2 separate regions of the Mus musculus genome follow, and region 1 is linked to region 2. A link is a contact called in public HiChIP or PLAC-seq data. All regions are on one chromosome and are shown on one strand. The core of a region is the stretch at or near the end of the contact, and the rest is flanking DNA. Distances in the headings are between cores, read along the strand shown.

The links. HiChIP or PLAC-seq counts read pairs in DNA pulled down with a chosen protein or histone mark.
Region 1: an H3K4me3 HiChIP or PLAC-seq map of embryonic stem cells shows a contact between it and region 2, with 9 read pairs. The contact joins the promoter of Slc4a2 here to the enhancer-like site in region 2. A contact is called at or near these places in 3 of 39 promoter capture datasets (embryonic stem cells and hippocampal neurons), 1 of 484 Hi-C or Micro-C datasets (the HL-1 cell line), 2 of 115 datasets of contacts at active chromatin or transcription factors (embryonic stem cells and pancreatic cancer cells) and 3 of 9 other capture datasets (adipose tissue, liver and pancreatic islet).

The regions. Positions count from the first base shown.
Region 1 is chr5:24,422,783-24,426,490 of GRCm38.p6, forward strand. Slc4a2 (solute carrier family 4 (anion exchanger), member 2) reads left to right here and starts at 2,450. Exons shown (of 23, transcript NM_009207.3): 1 at 2,450-2,653. It overlaps Cdk5 (cyclin-dependent kinase 5), which reads right to left and starts at 782. Exons shown (of 12, transcript NM_007668.4): 1 at 667-782; 2 at 16-104. The coding sequence starts at 703.
Region 2 is chr5:24,320,758-24,324,543 of GRCm38.p6, forward strand. Kcnh2 (potassium voltage-gated channel, subfamily H (eag-related), member 2) reads right to left here. Exons shown (of 15, transcript NM_013569.2): 9 at 3,576-3,786; 10 at 2,314-2,507; 11 at 1,898-1,997; 12 at 1,189-1,464; 13 at 879-1,065; 14 at 488-665. All of the region lies in intron 2 of Gm15589 (a long non-coding RNA gene), which reads left to right. Among named protein-coding and RNA genes, the nearest start is that of Gm15589, 11 kb to the left of the region's middle. Within about 2 kb of position 1,759, at least 51 of the 459 cell types and tissues checked have an H3K27ac peak or open chromatin away from gene starts, as enhancers often do. A contact at or near this core is called in embryonic stem cells, where this site is marked.

The DNA of each region.
Region 1 (3,708 bases), core at 1,200-3,699, 100 kb after region 2:
AGGCCCTAGGCCTACCTCATCGTCATCATCCAGCCTGACACGCTTCAGAGCCACAATCTCATGAGTTTCCCGGTTTTTAGCCTTGAACACAGTTCCATAGGTGCCTAGAGGAAGGTTGGGGGTGAGGGAGAGGATCCTTCTCAATATCTTAGTGTGTAAGGGTAAGTTCTCAGGGCAAAGGCCAGATGTGGAGTAGTTTTGTGAGTGAGGATGCCAAGGAGAAGGTGCCTAAAATAACTCAAGGCTTCAGCTGCAGGGAGAATCTGCCATAAACTCCCGGGTCGGGGGTAGGGTCGGGGGGTATCGAGGAGTCACCTAGGGGAGGAACGAAGGCCTGCAAAAATGTTAAGGTTGGAGGTTCTGCAATGAATTGAAGCAGGAATCCCAGGTGAGGTTTGCAAGTGATGCTGGGGCTAGGGACGAGAAATGCAGGAAGTGCCGCGGTTAGGAAGGCTGGTCCACAGAGATTGCTAAGGCTAAGAGCAAGAGTTTGCCGCAGATGCTAACACAGGGTTCGTTTCTGCACTGGGTGAGGGACTCAGCGGCCAGGGCTTTTGGCTAGTGCTGAGGTCGGAGCCTGCCGGTATAGCTGACGGTAAGGGAGCTGGGACTGCAAGTAGGGTCTTCAGAAAAAGACCTTGCAGGAACATCTCGTGGTTCCATTACCTTCCCCAATCTTCTCCAGTTTCTCGTATTTCTGCATTGCAGCGGCCGCGGGGACCCCTGCGGGCCCTCGGTTCTAAGACTCCCGGCCCTGGCGTTGCAGAGGAGGTGGTACTCACAGCTCCAGCCCCGCCCACCTGCTCACCACGCACTGGCATCTGGGACTTGTAGTCCCGGGGAAGCCATAGTTCCCAAGAATGCCTGTGGCGGAGGACACGCGGACTACAAAGTCCAACAGGCTGCGCTCGGGCTCTCTGCAGCGATCAACTCCAGGGACTCGTTTCCATCGCGGAGGCAAACCTTAAACTTCAACTCCCAGGAAGCATCGCGTGTCGGGCGTCTCCGCCAAGGCGCGGAGGCTCCCAGTGTGCCCCGCTCTTGTTATTATTCCTTTTCTGTGCTCACAGCCTTCCAGAAAAGGGCCTCTCCGGGACTACGCGTTCCAGAATACAGTGAGGGTGGGGGTGGGGTGCTCTCTGCTTGAAGTTTGCGTTTGACGGCCTAGATCCCGAGCGCTGTTGGCCCGGCTCTGACCTGGTTGGGTGTTTTGAGTCACCAGCGACCTCCTGACAGCTTCAGCACTAGTTTTCACCTCTCCTAGGCCACCTGGTGACCCCAGGACTGATTGGGGAATGATTCTGAGCGATGTCTTACTGCTGATGACCTCACAGGGACCAGCTGACCACAGGGCTGGGCAGCGAGACAGGTGTGCCCCGTTAGAGTCTGGATTTGAGTGGAAGGACACACGCCAGAGTCCCCTCTTTCTGCTGGGCCCATTTTATCGTCTCGAAACCCACCGGACTCCAGCGGCTCCACTTTGACATGCCGAGGCCAGCTGACTGGAGCCTGGGTGTCCCCCAGATCCCAGTCTTCAGAGCAGGCCCACTGGAGTCAGCCAGGGTGTGGCCCACGAAGACTGGCAGGTCAGTTACTTCCCTCAACAGACAAGACCACAGACAGTTGCTACACTTGGAGCAAGCAGCCTTTACCTCATCCTATAAAGGAGTTGATTATAGATTTTCTTGCACTACTCTCTAATTGTCTCATGATTGCATTCTTGAGGGCTGTGAACCGGGCGAAAATGGCCCCAAACAGCATTCCTCAGCGCGGAACCAGAGTAGGCGCTAACCGTTTGTCAATTAACTCACTTAAATCTGAGTGCTTTTGCATAAACAATATTGTGATTTACCCACGTGGCAGACTGAAGACGCATAAAGTGTATTCTTTATCTGAAATAATTGATAACTTAGTTGAGAAAACATGATGACACGCAAGGGTCTTTCAAATAGAGGTGTCAGCTATGAATAGGTTTCCATTTAGCCCGGAGGTAGTTCTAGCGAAAGGGAGGAATCTTCAACAAGTTGTCTTGTTTTCCATCAGTTCAGGGTCTTGGCCACCCAACCCCACCCACTCATTACTCCACATTCGCCTGCCACCCGTTCTCTCAAGCAGACACCGGGGCTTTCTTGGTGTTTCAGTGGTGTTATTTGGGCGGGGGCTCTGCAGAACCTTAACGTCAAAAAATCTGTAGTTCGACTCCCTGCATCTCAATTTCCTGGCCTACTCCACGCCCTCGATCCCCAACGTAAAGCTGGCTTCTTTCCTCACAGAGGTGGCTCACTAAAGCTAAGAGAAGGCGAGCCCGGAGCTTCGCCGCGGGTGGCGGGGGGGGGGGAACAGCCGGAAGGCCGCGCCGGCGGTGTCGGCGGTGTCGGGCTGTGCCTGGGAGCGCGCCCCCGCCGCGGAGGCTCAGCGTCCGCTTTCCGCCTCTCAGCTAGCCGCGCCGGGGGCGCGCACGGCGCGCTGCGGGGGGCGCGCACGCTGGAGGCTGGCCTGCCCGCAGCGCGGGGGAAAGTTGAGTTGGGAGAAGTTGGGAGCGGCGGGGGCGCGCCCCGGGGTGGGCACCGGGAAATCGTCGGGAGCGCGCGAGGGTTCCGGAGGATCAGGGGAGACCCGGAGACCCCCGGGACACGAAATCTAGAGCTAGCGGGTAAGCAGTTAGGTGGCGGAGAGGGAGGGTGAGGGCCGCGGAGGGGGGGGGGGGACTGGAGACTCGGGCGCCGAGGGAGTGGAACTGGAGGAAAGGGCGGGGACTGGGGCGCAGGGAGCGAGGTTTTAGGGAGAAGGATGGGGAGGCGAGTGGGAGTACGGGTCGGAAGCGAGATTCCGTGGTCCGCCTCTTAAGAGTTACCTAAAGCCAAGGTGCCGCGCCCCCTGTCACCAGGAGCGGGTAGTCTCAGGGAGCTACTGCCTTCAGCTCGCTCTCCCACTCCCGTGAGGGTTCCAGACGACCCTGTGCCCCAGAAACTCGCCACTTTGTGGGTTGCCTGGGACCGCAACTCCTCGGATCTCGGGATTGAGAGATGGAGCCATGAAAAGGGTTGGCGGGTCAGGTCAGGACAAGAGGTCAGACAGAAGGGGGAGCAGCTGGGTGAGGGTGGGAAGGACAAGCCTGAAGTTTGAGTCCTAGGGGACTGCCTTCTCTTCTGTAGGGAACTCCTTGCTTGGGTGTGGAGGGAGCGCTGCTTCAAATCTGGGTCCGTTTTATCAAACTCTCTCCGCCCCCCACCAGCCCCACAGCCAAGAGCTGTGGAATGTACGAATTCACTTGGGGAATGGTTAATGCTCGAGTGGGGGTCCGGACTGCTAATCCCTTGGGCTGGGGGAGAGACACTAATCCTTCGGGCCCGTCGGGGCTGGTCCGGGGAATGTGCCCCCACTAGGATTATCGGTACCGATGCTCTGGACAGAGGCTGCTTTGTATTCTACGACAGCAGGGAGGGGGGCATGGGTAGAGGGAGGAGGGCTTGGTGGTGAAACACACTGAGGGCAAAGCCTGGAGGTGGGAGTGAGCACCTGCAGGTGGTGAACACAGATTCCCTATACCCCCCTAGACCAGGTCCCCTCCCTCACACCTCTCCCCCACACTGACAGGCCCTGGCTGAAGGCCTGCTTAGGGGGGAGGTGGAAAGAGCAGTCAGCTGAGTTGGAGTTCTTGCCAGGAATGTGTGGCCCAGACTCCCCACCCTGGGCTGATCCCCCCAG
Region 2 (3,786 bases), core at 509-3,008:
AGGGAGCAGAGCTGGGGGTGGGAGTAGATCCCAAGCCACCTCTGGGTGCCATAGGAGCCCCCACCCCCACCCCCTTCAAGCACCTATCAAAGCTAGAGCTGGCAGAAAAGACCCAGCTACAGCTGTCCTTCAGGAGGTTACTCAAAGAGAAGAGATGTGGATCAGGGAGGTCCTATCTCAGAGCCTTGATCTTGGCACCCTGGACATGCCAGCAGCCTTCAGGAGGCTATAGCACTGCTAGAGTAAGAGCCAAGATGAGAGGCGGCAAAGTCAGAGGGGGATAACCACAGCAGGGACCACTCTCAGGCAGCATCCAGACCCAAGGCCCAGGCTCAGACATCATGTTTACATCTGGCCCTTAGGTTGCCTGGCAGGAGCAGGTAGAAGAGGATGGGGGTGAGGAAGCCACATTTCACACCCAGCAGCTGTGCAGTCGTTGGGGCAGAGAGGGTGCGGCTGGAGGCTGGGAGTGGGCTCTAGAATGTACCTGAGAAAGCGAGTCCAGGGTGAGAGTGGGGACAGGGCCGACAGGCAACAAAGGGGATGCGGAAGTGGGGCCGGGCCCAGGGGTGGTCACAGCACTGTAGGCAGGAGGGACCAGGGTCATTTGCCTCTGTAGCAGCTGTAGGACAGTGGCCATGTCTGCACTTAGCCGGGTTTCCAGCCTGGGGCAAGGAAGGAAGATTTCTCAGAAGTGGAGATAGCTGGTTCACTCTAGGCTCCCTCCTCATGCAGCTGAGGAAGGAGAGGGTCCACCTGCCTGGCACAGACAGTCCTAGACAGAGCACCCCTGAAACATCAGCAGAAACCCAAAGAGGCCCCAAGTTCCCCCACAGTGCAGCCTACCCCGTGCCCATTCCCTGGGCACCCATCTTTACCTGTTCAGCTGTCTCTGGAGTGCGTCCAGCCTGCTCTCCACATCACCCCGGGATCGCCGACCAGGGCTAGACAAGGGGATGTTGAGGAGGCTGGGGGCAGGGGCAGGGCATCGAGGCAACTCCTGGTACTGGCGCCCCCGACTGTCCCCCCAGAAGCTGAAAATATTGGACACCCCAGAGAAGGCACCTGGAGCCAGAGAGGAGTGGGGTCAGGAAGAAAGTCAGGCCCCTGCCAGTCCCTACCCATCCCCCATACTGCCCATCCCCCACACTCACTCACTCCCACCCCCACCCCAAGGCCCAGGCCTACCTGACAAGGGATTACAGGTGTCACTTTTCTCCCCATCCTCTGTCAAAGGCTCCCCACCTGGGGGGTCTCCCGGAGGCCTGGGGCTGGAGAAGGGCACCAGGCGGAGGGGACTGGAGCTGCGACCAGGGCCCTCATCTTCACTGCTCTCTGGGCTGGAAGGGCCGCTGGATGGGCTCTCCCCCCATGGCCCTCCCGGCTGTCCCCGGCAACTCGGCCCTGGCCCAACTCGGGCAGGGCCTTGCCCCAGGGCTGACACCTCCCCTGGCTGCTCTGTGTCTGTGGGAAACAGAGAGCATACCTCAGAGAGAGGGGAGAACAGGGGACGGGCAAGGGGAGCTGAGCAAGGGGCAGAGTGTGAGGACGGACAAAGTTGTTTTATCTCGCGCCCTGCCACACCCCGGGGGGGGGGGGTCACTTCTGACTCCAGATCTCTGGCTCTCTGTAGCCCTCTGCTTATTCCTTTGTTCTTGTGCTCCCTCCTGCCACCTCCCTCCTCTCTTTAAGGGGTCAAGGCCCGCTAGACAACACTCAGGCATAATAAAGACCAAAAGCCCAGCCTTTGTCCAGTGGAAGGGAGGCATGGGGGTGGGGTGCACTGGAGGACTGCGTGCCTGAACGCTGGGCAAGGGGTGGAGCCTGCACAGCCTGACCCTGCCCGCACTCCCCTCTGCCCTCCACTCTCCTCCTGCCCTCCCCTTGACCATCTCACCCTTGTCTGTACGCCTGCGGAATGACAGTTTGCGCTTGCGTTGCCTGTTAAAGCCGCTCTCTAGTTCTGCACTGCCTGGGGAGCCAGGAATCATGTTGGTCTGCAACGAAGAGAACAGTCAGAGCCCTTAGGTCCATCCTGCCTGGCTGTCCTGGAATATGGGGGTGGGGCAGGCAACTGCACCCCTTCCTTAACCTAGGGAGGTGGGGCTGTGGGGAAGAATTTTCCCTACCCCCATCCCACCCTGTGTCACTTTCCCCCAACACCCTGAGGTTGGTACTTCCATAGCCTGATCTGACTGTAAAAAGACAGAAAAGCAGGCAAAGAAGCTGTTTTCCACAGTCACAGGGAAGGGGCAGCCTGTCAATCATCAGCTCTCTTGGGGATAAAGGCAGCTCTTGAGATGGCCCACTCACATCTCGAAGGTTGAAGGTGATCTCCAGGCTAGACCAAAAGTGATCTGAGAACTCGGGATACATGTCCAACACCTCCAGCAAGTCATCACGATGGATCTTGTGCAGGTCACAGTACGTGAGGGCCCGCACATCCCCATTGGACTTTCCAGGACGGGCATATAGGTTCAGAGGCTCTCCAAAGATGTCGTTCTTCCCTGGAGGCCGTGCAGAAGACAAAGGCTTGAGCCCATGGCATCGGTGGGAGAAGAGCGGGCACCCTCTGGGTCAGCTCCACCCTGCACAGCATCTCCAGTCATCCAACTCCCAGCCACACAGCCAAGGCAGCTTGAGCCAGTTCACATGCTCAGGGCTCTCAGCAGATGGGGAAACACCAGTGGCCAGAGGTGGCAGAGGGAAGGACCAGAGATTTGGAGTCTCTCAGCAACTACTCAGCTAGAAACCGCCAAGGATGCTCCAGCTCTGCCTACAGCAGTGGTGGTTTCCTTGGGACAACTCTACTTCTATCCTCAGATACCCTCCTAACAAAGTACAGTTCCCTATAAACTATGGTCTTAAGACTATAAAAGGCAGCTTGTGGTCAATCAGAACCAGTACTGTTTTACTGAAAGAAATTTCAGGATAGCATAGCTTAGCACAGCGAAGCACAGAAAAGACCAAAATGTGCTCACGTGTGTAGGAAAACTTGATTTCGCTGGGAAGGGAATAAATTGTGGAGTGGTATACATGTTTGGGCTGAACTGTGAAATAAAAGTCTAAAATGGGCACGTCTATAAGCCATGGGCAAAAGTTTGATGCAAGAAACAAAAAACAAAAACAAGAAACAAGAAACAAGAAACAAAAAACAAAAAACAAAAAACAACCATGGGAGGGCAAGAAGCCTCCACTGTCCAAGTGCCATCCATGCACACAATGGCCACAGGCCATTGGGACATGAAGCTTCAGGGAACTGTGTCCTTAGTGAAGGTGGATGCATAGCCTCCAGATGAGAATGTCCCACTCAACTACAAGACAATATTCAACTTTAAGGAAACACTAGATGCCTTTCTATGGATAGATCCTGAAGTTCCCTCAAGTGCAGGGAAGGCTACATAGTCTCCCAATCTAAGAGCCCCGTGTCCTACAGGGTTCCTCTCTGTTGCCCACCCTGAAGGCCCCTCCTCGGGTGACAAAAGAACACAAGAATCCTGCCAGCCACCCCACACCCCAGTGTATTCAGAGGGCTCAGGTCTCTCTGGGTTTCAGTGGGCGTCCCCACCCCATACCCAAGATGGCCACCACGACATCACCCCGCAGGATCTCGATGGAGCCCCTGGAGATGAAGTAGAGGGCAGTAAGCAGGTCCCCGGCGTGCACTAGTGTGTCCCCTGGTGGTGCATGTGTGGTCTTGAACTTCATAGCCAGCGCCCTCAGGCAGCCTTTAGTGGCCCCTCGGAATGGCTTGCAATGCTGCAGCAGCGAGCGGTTCAGGTGTAG